Linked DNA regions of Mus musculus: all the other regions are linked to region 3. The links are chromatin contacts, called in public promoter capture Hi-C maps. All regions are on one chromosome and are shown on one strand. Each heading gives the region's core, a stretch centred on a gene start, on an enhancer-like site or on the middle of the called end of the contact. The rest is flanking DNA. Distances are from core to core; before and after follow the strand shown. Region 1 overlaps Ccdc63 (coiled-coil domain containing 63). Region 2 overlaps Ppp1cc (protein phosphatase 1 catalytic subunit gamma). Region 3 overlaps Atp2a2 (ATPase, Ca++ transporting, cardiac muscle, slow twitch 2).

What was found. Capture Hi-C pulls out chosen DNA fragments and counts their contacts.
Region 1: a contact with region 3 is called in a promoter capture Hi-C map of adipose tissue. The contact joins two enhancer-like sites. A contact is called at or near these places in 3 of 39 promoter capture datasets (the C10 cell line, neutrophils and pre-B cells), 2 of 15 datasets of contacts at CTCF or cohesin (large pre-B cells and pro-B cells) and 1 of 9 other capture datasets (adipose tissue).
Region 2: a contact with region 3 is called in a promoter capture Hi-C map of adipose tissue. The contact joins two enhancer-like sites. A contact is called at or near these places in 1 of 39 promoter capture datasets (pre-B cells), 3 of 484 Hi-C or Micro-C datasets (embryonic stem cells and granulocyte-monocyte progenitors) and 1 of 9 other capture datasets (adipose tissue).

The regions. Positions count from the first base shown.
Region 1 is chr5:122,106,863-122,110,780 of GRCm38.p6, forward strand. It overlaps Ccdc63 (coiled-coil domain containing 63), which reads right to left. Exons shown (of 12, transcript NM_001384199.1): 11 at 2,310-2,513; 12 at 1,193-1,385. The coding sequence ends at 1,246. It also overlaps a transcript of Myl2 not described here. Among named protein-coding and RNA genes, the nearest start is that of Myl2, 7.9 kb to the left of the region's middle. Within about 2 kb of position 2,524, at least 36 of the 459 cell types and tissues checked have an H3K27ac peak or open chromatin away from gene starts, as enhancers often do. A contact at or near this core is called in adipose tissue, where this site is marked.
Region 2 is chr5:122,174,225-122,178,133 of GRCm38.p6, forward strand. It overlaps Ppp1cc (protein phosphatase 1 catalytic subunit gamma), which reads left to right. Exons shown (of 7, transcript NM_013636.4): 7 at 1-1,049. Among named protein-coding and RNA genes, the nearest start is that of Ppp1cc, 18 kb to the left of the region's middle. Within about 2 kb of position 1,342, at least 35 of the 459 cell types and tissues checked have an H3K27ac peak or open chromatin away from gene starts, as enhancers often do. A contact at or near this core is called in adipose tissue, where this site is marked.
Region 3 is chr5:122,479,492-122,483,664 of GRCm38.p6, forward strand. All of the region lies in intron 5 of Atp2a2 (ATPase, Ca++ transporting, cardiac muscle, slow twitch 2), which reads right to left. Among named protein-coding and RNA genes, the nearest start is that of Atp2a2, 21 kb to the right of the region's middle. Within about 2 kb of position 2,215, at least 26 of the 459 cell types and tissues checked have an H3K27ac peak or open chromatin away from gene starts, as enhancers often do. A contact at or near this core is called in adipose tissue, where this site is marked.

The sequences.
Region 1 (3,918 bases), core at 1,274-3,773, 370 kb before region 3:
CCATTGGCTCATTTGGCTCTAAGTAGCCAAAGTCACAAAGTATTTGGGTTCTGTGAAGGCTGCAGGGATCTCAGTTTGAACAGCAAACAGGCACCACCTGGCAGTGGTGGCACTTTGTGGGGGGCACACTCCAGCCATTGGGAGTCAGAGGCAGGTGGATCTCTGAGTTCTAGGCTAGCCTGGTCTACAGAGTCAGTTCCAAGAAGTCCACGGACTTCAGGAGCATCTGCATCCAGGAGTGGCAGTTCTGTCACTCTCTCCAGGTGGCCTTCCCTTAGCTCTGGTTGCTTTCTGGGCCCAGGCTTTGAAGGTGGGAAAAAAGACGGATGGATCTCTGGGACTTCCAGACTTAGCCCGCTTTACATAGTGGGTTTCAGGCTAGCCTGGGCTACATAATGAGATCCTGAATAAAAATAACACACCGGCAGTGACAGTTCCTGGCTCCCCTGACCTGGGCCTTTGCTTAACCTTAGAACTGAGTCCCCATAGCTAAACTAAAATCAGGAAGCCAAGGCCAAGAGAATCACTAGAACCAAGCATTAGTAACATCGAAGGCTAGCCTGGGCTATAGAGCGAGGCCCTGTCTGAGAGAGAGAAGAAACCCACAGTTCCCACACCCAGGGTCAGATCCAGCCCTGCAACCGATGTGGGCCCCTTGCAGGAAGCTGCGGTTCAAGGGATGGGGTCCTGAAGGATCAGAACCCTCAAACTCTGGGTGACCCATACCCTTCCTGTGGTTCTGGGAGTGTCTTCTAGGGGCTCTTCCAGAGACACTGAGGCTGGGGACCACAGATACCTGGGCTCTAGAGAGGGGGCAGCAAGGCCTGCAGGACCCAGCTCAGTTCTGTGGGGACACTCACTCCCAAAGTACACACAGGCAAAGGGGTTCTCAGCTTCCAAGACCCTGGTTCCTGCCCAGTCTCTGCCTCATCCAGTAGACCCTAGAGTCTGAGATCAATATTTCAACATGAGCCACCCCCTAAACTGCCCTGTTCCATCCGGCAGACCTTGTCAGTTGTGGGAGGTGGGGGTGAGGGAGTAGGAGGCAGTGCTGGCCACATTCTCAGGGTTATCAAGGGCCACATAGACCTCGGGCCACTCTTGAGGCCCATGCTTCTCGCCCCTCACCCCACTTCTAAGCTGGTTTGCAGCCTGCAGAGCTACTCAGCACAGCACATCAAAGGCCCTAGGATCAGCAAGAAAACATTTATTCTCTCTGGTGTGGAATACAGGCACCCACGAGGCTCAGCCTATCACCTTCTTCTTGAGCCTTATCTCGTCCCCCTTCTCTGACATGGTGTCCTGTAGTTCTTTTGTGCGTTCCCTCTGAAGGAAGTTCTCCAAGACCATCTGCTGGAGGGTACTGTGGTCCAGAGGAGAGTCCACTGCACCCAGGACAAGCTCTGTGAGGAACTGGGAGTTGGTGCCCAGCTCACTTCCTTCCCAGGGACAGTGTCACGCCATCATGCTGGGCTGAGCACCGGTTGGAAAGCCCTTTAGAGCTCCAAGCAGAGAAGCACCCTCAGGGGATTCCCATGCACGAATGGGAGACATAGCTGGTTTAATACCCACAGACCAAGCTGCAAGGCACAGCCTCGGTTTGATTGCTAAGCCATTGCTACCCAGGGGAACATACATTTTAGTGGCTACATAGTACTCCATTATGTGTTTGGGTAAGTTCTGACTAAGTGAATGGTGCGTGGCATGCACGTGTGTATAAGAGTGTGTGTGTGTGTGTGTGTGTGTGTGTGTGTTTGTGTGTGTATATGAGTATATGTGTGAGTATGTATGTGTCTGAGTATATGTTGTATGTGTTTGTTTATGAGTATGTATGTATGTCAGTGTATAAGTGTGTCTATATGAGTATGTGCATATGAGTGTAAGAGTGTACATGAATATTGTGAGTATGTATGTGTATACATGTATATGAGTGTGTGTGTAGGAGTATGTATATGTATGTAGGTATGTTTATGTGTCAGTGTGTATGTGTTTGAATATAGGTGTATGTGTGTGTTTATGAGTATGTATGTGAGTATGTGTATATACAAGTGTCATTGTATTTGTGTATGTGTGTGTGTGTGTAGGGTCCTTTGCTAATTTCCAGTTTGGGGCTGCAGTGAACATGTTCCCACTTCCTGACCCTATTGTTCCCTAAGGACCTATTCTCATTTTGTTCAAACAAGTGGCTATACTGTGGTGATGATTCGTGGCCATGAGGGAAACTGAGGCCCACAGACCCCATAGAGACTTGGGGTCCTTAAGGGACCCTACCCAGTGGCCTGCCTGGGTGGCAGAGGGCAAGAACTCACCCTCTTCAAGTTTGTCACTGAAGGAGTCTGCCCCAAACACAGGCAGCACAACCCTTATGGGCTCTGGGGGCTTGAGGAGGGCAGAGCCGCCCCAGAAGGGGTTGACAAAGGGTTGTGGGACATCGACATCGGGCCCCTCTGCCTCCTGCAGGCGCCGGAAGGACTCTAGAAGCAGCAGGTCATTTGTCTTCTTTTCTATGATAGCTGGAAGGAAAAAACGGGGTCAGGGGGTCAAGGGTTAAGACCGCCAGCCCAGGCAGCCCTCATTATCACAGAGGGAGGGATGGGAGTTTGTGCAGGATGCTGGCTTCCTCCTGGCCACGGGCCGTGGGTGTGGGAAATTCTGACATCATGAGGCACCGAAATCTCTCTGATGCACATTGGCAGAGCTGCTCACAGGAGCACACGGTAGATCTGAGGCACTGAAAGCGCTGTGAGTGACAGTTTCTAGGAAAACATGGTCCAAAAAGAATTCCCTAGATATTGACAATGAGAAGGCCAAAAACCAGTGTTCCACTAGACATCAAAGCCAGCAGTAGCCTGATTTTCCAGCCTGCATTTATGCCATTCCTTCTGCCTGGGATGCCTGGGGTGGGTGCTAAGATTCAAACTCGGCTCTCTGCGCGCCCGTGCACATACACACACACATACACATTCACACTCATAAGAACAGCCGGTACCATTCATGCCAAGCTACCACAGTCTGGGTGGCCATGTCCCCTCTGTACCCTGAACTGGGAGCTAAACCCGGAAATGCAGAAGGCAGTTTCACAAGCGTCTGTGACATATCCGGAGCCCCACTCTGAACATTTCATTTCCTTCCTTTCAATCAGGGTTTTTAGTTCCTTTTTCTTGCTGTATTGCTTTGGCAAAGCATCCTACAGGTACAGAACTGAATAAGCTTAACAGGAGTCATTTTTGCCTTCTTCCTAATCTTGGAGAAAAAAGCCCATGGGGCTCAGATATGAAAAGCGTGGTGTGTGCGCGCACATGCATGTGAGCCTCTGTACGTATATGTGTATACGTCTGCATGAACACACTTTGTGCATACATGTGTGCATATGTGTTTGCATGCGTGTGCATATATGTGCAGGCATATGTGAGCATGTGCATATAGTGTTTACTGGTGTTTGAATGTGTCTTTGTGCACATGTGTGTGTATGTATAGTGTTTAGTATATACATATATATACTATATATATATATATATATATATATATATAGTGTATGTATAGTGTTTAGTGTATAGTGTTTGTGGCAGGTGCCTGTACATGTGTGTGTATGTGTGTACATCCGTGTAAGCATGTGTGTGTGAACATGTAAGTGTTACGGTGTTTGTGAATGTGTGTAAGGAAGCTCTCTTTTCTAGCTTTAGTTTTTCTCCTGAAGGGAATTCACCAAACCCCTCTCCTGGGTTCACTGAGATTCACCACCAACTAACCCGTGTTTAATCCTCCCAATAAATCCGGTGGTGTAGCTCCTGAGTTGCACCCTCATTTCAGAGCTCAAAGAACCCGAGCACAGAGAGGGTCGGGAATGTGGCCAACGTCACACAGCTAGTAAGTGAAGGCTCAGAATTCAAACCAAGGCAGGCCGCACCATGGCTGTGC
Region 2 (3,909 bases), core at 92-2,591, 310 kb before region 3:
CTTGCCCAGGTAGACCTGTCTGTCGGGCCCTCCTCCATTTGATTACTGCTGGCACTTGCTGGTTATAGCAGCAAGCCAAGCACTTCATTCTCAAGAGAGCATTTTGTTTTGAACCTCTGTTCCCTTTGTGGACAGCTCTGATGATGGTGTTAAGCTGTACACCCTGGCAGGTTATCCTGTCTGAGGAGAAAGTGTACAATTGATCTTTTTTTAATTTAGTATAAGTCATGAATAATGTAAATGCCTGTTTTCTTTAGGATATAAAGAGAGCCTTAGAGTGCGTGAGTCTCTACATGTAATTGTCATAAATGCATTCTGTTGATACAAACCACTGTGAACAATTTTTTTTCCAGTTTGTTTGAAAGGGACTGCTTTCCCTCATTGTCTTGTCATGTACAAACTAGTGTCTGCAGCTGTGGCAGCAGGAGTGACCTGCCTGCCGCCAGCCCTGCCCAGACTATCTGAAGCACACTCCTTCCCACTGCACATTTAATAATGATTAAAGCCATTCTTTTCAATGTCTGTGATTCCTTCCTAAAGCCAAAGTTTCTGTTGGACTGTATGGCACGCCCTGGGGATGAGGTGGCCAGGGCATCGAGGCTGCGTGCACAGGCCGCCTCCCTCCGTGGGGCCTCAGAAGCAGGTTATTTTAACTAGCAATAGTGGTATAGTGCTGAGTAAGCTATTAATGATGGAAGTTAATGACACTTTGTACAGTTCCCATATAGTCTATTCACTGAGTGATCTTTTTACAGTTGGATCAGGCCTGAACCCGTCCATTCAGAAAGCTTCAAATTATAGAAACAACACTGTCCTATACGAGTGACCGATAATGCTTTCTTTGGCTACATTCTTTATTCTGCGGTGACATTGAGGCTTATAAATCAAAAGGAACTAACTTGCCGTCCACCGGTTTATACAGAACTCACAGTATCTATGACTTTTTTAAACTACGACCTGTTAAATGAATCTGTTTGCACAGATGCCCGTGTACAATGCCATGTGCTGAGAATGGTTTCAGACTTATTAAATGCAAGCTTGTTAACTTGTTCGTGTCTTTCTGTCAGCAGCGGCCCCACGAATCCTTTCCTGTCTTTCCATATGCAGTCCTTTTGGGAGGGGCCTGGGTCTTGGCTAAGTAGCCTGGCAGGAGGGAGGGGCTGGCTTCCTTGGAGCCCTGCCTGTAGCCTTAGTTTCTTGCTGCCTTGGTCTATTAAAGCTGCTGGTGCATTGAGAGGAAGCCAGGTAGCCCTGGTTCCTGGGGAGTGTCTTGGCCTCAGACCCTGTGTGTGGTGGTGGAGGGCAGGCCTAGATGGTGTCTGGCCTGACTGCTGGCCAGTGGGTCCTAAGGGTCAGCCAAGTACTCCCCTGGGCACTCCCACATCCCAGCCTGCTTCCTTCAGCTTGAACCTAATGGTCGGAATCTGAGCCATTGATTAGGTCAGAGGCTGTTGAAGGGCATCAGCCCTAGAGGTGGTTTGCTTTCTGTCATGGGGCCCTGAGCAGAGAAAACGTGAAGTTGATACAAGAGACACTTTAAGCCTTTCACTGTTTACCAAAGGCTTCCTCCTCTGTCTGCATGCACCCTTGTAACTTGTAACCTAGGGAGTGCCTCGTTTCTCTCAGGTTCTGGCTCGCTAGCTGGGTGAATGGCAGAGCCACAGCAAGTCCCAGTTAGGAGTGTATGGGGCGTCTCTGCTGAGTTACACCAGCCTGTGCTCCTCTGAGCTCATCATCTGAGCAAGTCTTCCTGACACCAACATAAAAAGACACAGAGGAGCCAGGCGTGGTGGCGCACGTCTTTAATCCCAGCACTCGGGAGGCAGAGGCAGGCGGCTTTCTGAGTTCCAGGACAGCCAGGGCAACACAGAAAAACCCTGTCTCCAAAAAACAAAAAACCAAAAAAAAAAAAAAAAAAAAAAAAACCAAACCAAACCACAGAGGGAGGACACGGTGCTTCCTGGTATTAGAAGTAATGAGTGTCAAAACTTGTAGAAACTGGTGTGAGACAGTCCACCATTCTGTTCATATTCACAGTAAACATGTGAATGAATGTACCATACATGTATAGCCCCCCGCCCCCCCCCCCAAAAAAAAAAACAGCACACACCTATGTAACAGGTGAAACTGGGGGCCAAGGGACAAGTGCTAATCCAGGAAGAAAGGGTGTCCTGGTTGGGGCCAGCCCAGGTGGCTGAAAGAAGTCCATCTGTCATCTGATACTTGGTGGTGGATAAGGACAAGCTGAGAATCATTGGCATTGTTGGGTTAGCTTGGGAGACATGGGAGGGGGTGGACTGTAGAGTCCGTGTGGGATGGATTGGAAGGAAGAAGGCAGAGGCCAGGCTTCTGAAGACATGTCTGGGGAATGGAAAGTGAGGAGCACAGGGCAGTTAGGCCCACTGCAGGGTGGGGTGCACAGCTCCCTGTAGCTCAGGCTCCAAGGGTCCAGTGCCCTCTTGTGGCCTTTGGGGTTCTACACACAGGAACATTGAAAAAAATTTTTTTTTCTTTTTTGGTTTTTCTTTTTTTCTTTTTTTGAGACAGGGTTTCTCTGTATAGCCCTGGCTGTCCTGGAACTCACTTTGTAGACCAGGCTAACCTCGAACTCAGAAATCTGCCTGCCTCTGCCTCCCGAGTGCTGGGATTAAAGGCGTGCGCCACCAAGCCTGGCTCAACATTTTTAAATTTTTAATCAAAAGAAAAGGCTCGGGGCTGGTGAGATGGCTCAGTGGATAAGAGCACCCGACTGCTCTTCCGAAGGTCCAGAGTTCAAATCCCAGCAACCACATGGTGGCTCACAACCATCTGTAACAAGATCTGACGCCCTCTTCTGGAGTGTCTGAAGACAGCTACAGTGTACTTACATATAATAAATAAATAAATCTTAAAAAAAAAAAAAAAGAAAAAAGGCTCGGTTTGAGATGCTGGTGGCCTTGAATCAGAAAATAGTTGAAATTCATTTTTTAAAAAAGATTTATTTATTATTATATCTAAGTACACTGTAGCTGTCTTTAGACACACCAGAAGAGGGTGTCAGCTCTCATGATTGGATGGTTGTGAGCCACTATGTGGTTCCTGGGATTTGAACTCAGAACCTTTGGAAGAGCAGTCGGTGTTCTTAATCACTGAGCCATCTCTCCAGCCCTGAAATTAATTTTTTACCCACTTGGTGACCTAGAGGAACTTAGCTGAGCTCAGTTCTGCTTACCAGATGTGCAGTCTTGGTGCATACCAGCCTAGCTTCCTGCCCCGGGCCCACAGAACAGCTAGAATATTCCCTGGCAGGATTAACTCAAGACTGCTCACAAGGCCACACATACCGTGCACTCTGGCAGCATCATCCAGAGAGAAACCGAAGACTCCTGGTCCAAGCCAGTGGGGTTGCTTTATAGAAAACGAGACACAGCACAGGTCATTTCCCACTAGTTCCCAGGAAGGACCTCCCAGGCTGCCACCTCTGCCCAAAGCTGAACTGAAAAGAATCCATCATGTGTTGCTGGACTGTGAATGCTGGACAACAGCTTCAGCATTCTAAGTATCTTCAACTATAGGTACGTGTTGTCCATGAGAGAATTTGATTTATATCCGTTAAGTATTAATGTTAATGTGTTTGGTAAGACCTTAAGGAAAAAGTTTGATGATCAAGAAGCCCAAAGCAGCTGGGGAGAGGTAAGGTTCAAGCCAAAAAGGAAAAGAAAATTTAAATCTGGGCATGATGGCAAAGATGAACCACACCTGAATCCTCTGCTCCACCAAGACCACCTGTGTGGGAGCTGGCGAGATAGCTCAGTGGTTAAGAGCGCCGACTGCTCTTCCGAAGGTCCCGAGTTCAAATCCCAGCAACCACATGGTGGCTCACAACCATCTGTAACGAGATCTGATGCCCTCTACAGTATACTTAATATA
Region 3 (4,173 bases), core at 965-3,464:
AGATTAATGGAGCTAAAAGTTACTCTCATGCCCAAATGATCCCTGAGGACCAGATCTTTAAACTGGTCTTGGACAGTTAAAAAAAAAAAAAAAAAGGTAATAATTTTACCCACCTCCATGGTCTCAAGGAATGAGGCTGTTAGGGTGTTTAATGTGTAGTCCCCAGACACTATCAGGTATTATTACTCAACCATCAGGTATTATTTTTACGACTTTTCTCAGTATGATTATCTTCTTGAGTAGAAGAAAAGTAAGTTGCCTATAATATATAGAAAATGACTTTGGCTCAATTTAACACTGAAGTTAACTACCTAGAGCCAAAACAAAATAACAGGGCTGGTGAGTTGGCTCAGTGGTTAAGAGCAAAGTGCTCTTTCGAAGGTCCTGAGTCCAATTCCCAGCAACCATATGGTGGCTCACAACCATCCTTAATGAGATCTGACGCCCTCTTCTGGTGTGTCTGAAGTCAGCTACAGTGTACTTACATATTTTAATAAATAAATTTTGGGGCTGGAACAAGTAGAGGTCCTGAGTTCAATTCCCATCAACCACATGATGGCTCACAACCATCTGTACAGCTACAGTATACTCATATACATAAAATAAATAAATAAATCTTAAAAAAAAAAAAAGAGCAAAGTAACAAAGCCAACCCTATCTTCTTACTTTCTATACGTTAACAATTCACACTCCAAGGAGGCGACCAGATTACCTCTCAAACTCCCAGGTTTGGATGCCTGTGGGACATTACTAGACAATCATATAAAAAGGATCCAATGGGATTTTGATTAAATTGTCAATTAGATGCTGACATAAACAGATTCCTCTTAAAAAAGTTTCCAGGTACATTTTCTTTAAAAAAAAAAAAAAAGATTTATTTTATATATGTGAGTACACTGTTGCCACTGTTTTGAGACACACCAGAAGAGAGCATCAGATCCGATAACAGATGGTTGTGACCCACCATGTAGTTGCTGGGAATTGAACTCAGGACCTCTGGAAAGGCAGTCAGTAATCTTAACCATCTTTCCAGCCCTAGAGGTGTATTTTTTTCTCTCTCTCTCTCCTCTGAGACAGGGTCTGTCTATGTAGCCCTGGCTGGCATCGAACCTAGAGATCCACCTTCCTTTCCTGTCTGCCAACTGCTGGAATGAAAGGTGTGCTTGACCACTATAAGGATTGGATTCTTTCTAGAATTCCATGGGTGGTAGATTTTTCTGAAGCCATGGGCCTATTTTATAGTCCCGTTTATTGGGTGAGTAATTTCCTGTATTTTAAAATCCTTCATATATTAAGAATATGGGGTGCTGTTTTCTGTGTCACTACTTCTTCAAGCATTGTTGTTTCTGAGCCAAGGTCTCCATGGGCCATAGCTGTCCAAAGATTTGGCGGACTCTACATTTGCATGTTAAAACTAAGCGTGGGCCATACTTTCTCCTGCACGGAAAGGAGTATTGTTTGTAATTCAACTTGTGCTGGATCATGGTGACATACAAAGAACTTCAGTTAACAGTTTAAAAGACAAAATAAAAACATATATCAGACTCATGAATAAAGAGGCAACACCTGATGCCAGGTAAGGTAGCACAAGCTTTTAACCCCAGCTCTTGGGAGGCAGGTAGATCTCCATGGTGTTCAAAGACAGTCTAGGCTGGTTTACATAGTGAATTTCAGGCAGACAGGGCTGAACTGAATCTATCCATTCATTTTCCTCTGCTGACTTACTTCTTACATCACTTTTCAGCCTTTTAGCTAAGATCAAGTGTAAAAATTTAATACAAGGCAGGCTACCAAGGTGATTCAGCAGCTAAAATCGACTGCCACCAAGCCTGACAACTGGAAGTCTAATCCCTAGGACCCATACTGTATAAGACAGTGAACTCCTAACTTGTTCTCTTATCATTCTTGTACATATATACCCCCACACACACACACACATACACACATGAACATGGACACAGACACAGAAATACAATTAAAAAAACAATATGGGGAGAATACTCATAACCACAGGTTCAGATTCTGAAAAGAACTTTTTGGAACAGTCTCTATTACATTTTCTTGCATACCAGAAATACTAGCTCCCACAAGATCGTCTCTGTGGAAAGACATGAAGGAAGTATGCCCGAATTAGTTTTTATAACCCACTATGTGCTAGCATTCTCTCGGCTAGAAAGCCTTTGCATCATCTTGGCCAACCCATGACCTTGTTTTACCAAGGCCAGGAAGTAGAGAGTTTTACTTCAGGAAGCTCAATTAATGAAAGACTTCCTCTAGCTTGTTATGACTGCTTCACATCTTTTGCTAAGGGTCTATTTGGTTGCACATCAGGACAGATCTATTAAGGAGCTTTAAAAAATAAATCTATGAAAGTAAAGATCTGTCTAATATTTTTCAAAGGAAAAATAACAATTGTCTTTACGCCACAGGCTCCTGTGAGTTTCAGACAGGGCTCTGCCTGGGAAGCAGGCAAGGAAACACTGCTGATCACATCCAGTGATGTTCCCTAATGGGCGAGTGAGCGCCTGAGGGCACGTGGTAGTGGAAAGTTCTTATTCTTGCCAAGGGAGTGCTCTGCAATTTTTTCCTCCACATTTTTTTTCCTCTCTTTGGGCTGAGGCAGGAAGAATGAGAGCATGTGTTATAAACCTCCTTCCATTTGCTTAACACCTGACACTGCTCACGTGTAGTTCTTGGCTCTGTAAGTTCTTAGCTCTTTCCTTTCCATAACAATACTGATTTTCACTCTGAAGAAAAATACAATTTAAAGGTTAGTCTACCAAGAATACAGTTAAGAGTCAGTTTTTAAAAGTTATTTTTGCGATAATTTATAAATGAATGGAAGTTTTCTTTACCTTACAAGGAGATTTAAGTAAGAATACTTAAACATCTTTTTTACTTAAGGTAAACATAAATAATAATATATGCAAGGAAAACAGTTTACGTATACATGTATGTGGGTGAATAAAAAGTATTTTATTTTAGCTGGGTGCAGTGGTGCATGCCTTTAATCCCAAGCACTTGGGGTTGGGGTGGGCTGGACATGTACCTCAACAGGTGGAGTTCAGAAAGCCCTGAAACTGAACGTTGAGCTATGAACATCTTTCACTTCTGGAGGTCAAATTAATACATGGAAGCAGGAATTACACCATTCTATCCTCACATCCCAGCCACCTCCCCAAATCCTCTACATGTTCTAACACAAGAAAAGCTTAAACACTGTATTTTTCCAAGTCACAATATCTTAGCAAAAGTGACCCCTTTCCTGTGGTTGTTGTTGGTTTTGTTTTTTTTTTTTTTCTTTTTAAAGCTGTTTTTTTCCCCAAAAGTCTTAACCTCCATGGCAAGAATGGAAAGACTGACACTGACTATTAGTCATGAAGCGGGAGGAGTGATTACAGGAAATCAGGAAATGCCAGCCCCGTGTAATCAGGTCAAGCTTCAAGATCAACTGGTCTGTCATGGTCTGAGGGTGTGTGGAGGTGGGGAACCTCCCATAGTCCTTCACCTCTCAGTGTCTTATGACCTGTCCTCACAGTGTTAAAGGGTCTTGACCTCAAAGCACTCTGCTTAATATATCTACACTCATTTTTCAAAAGTACTTTGTACTTTCAAAAGAGATTCACATTTATGTATACGGTGGTCTTTTGCCTGTATTCACGTGTACCTCATGTGTGTCTGTTGTCTGTCTGCAAAGGCCAAGAGGTGTCAGATCACCTGGAACTGGAGTTATATCTGAGCCATCATGCGCTGACAGCTTTGTGGAGCTGAAGTTACAGGCAGCTGTGAGGTGCCCCAGCTGGGAGCGAGGTTTTATCCTGGGTCTTTTCAAGGGTAGTAACTACTGTAACTGCTGGGCTCATCTCCAGTCCTTGCTTTTCTTAACATACAAGTTAACATGAGGAATTTAGGACTTGATTTTTAGGAACAATCAATATTATTTCTAGTGTTACCTGAATCTAGATACCCCATCCCTCACTATGAAACAACTTTACAGACATGCTCAATGCTTTCCTTGGTTGTTTCTCTGGCTTTTCCCCCCCCTTTAGTATAAGTTTGACTTTTAAAAAAATTTAGGGGACAGGACATATATGTGTGTGGAAGCCTGAGGTTCACATCAGATGTCACCCATTCCCCACTTTATTTACTGAGCATGAATCCCATGCTGAACCC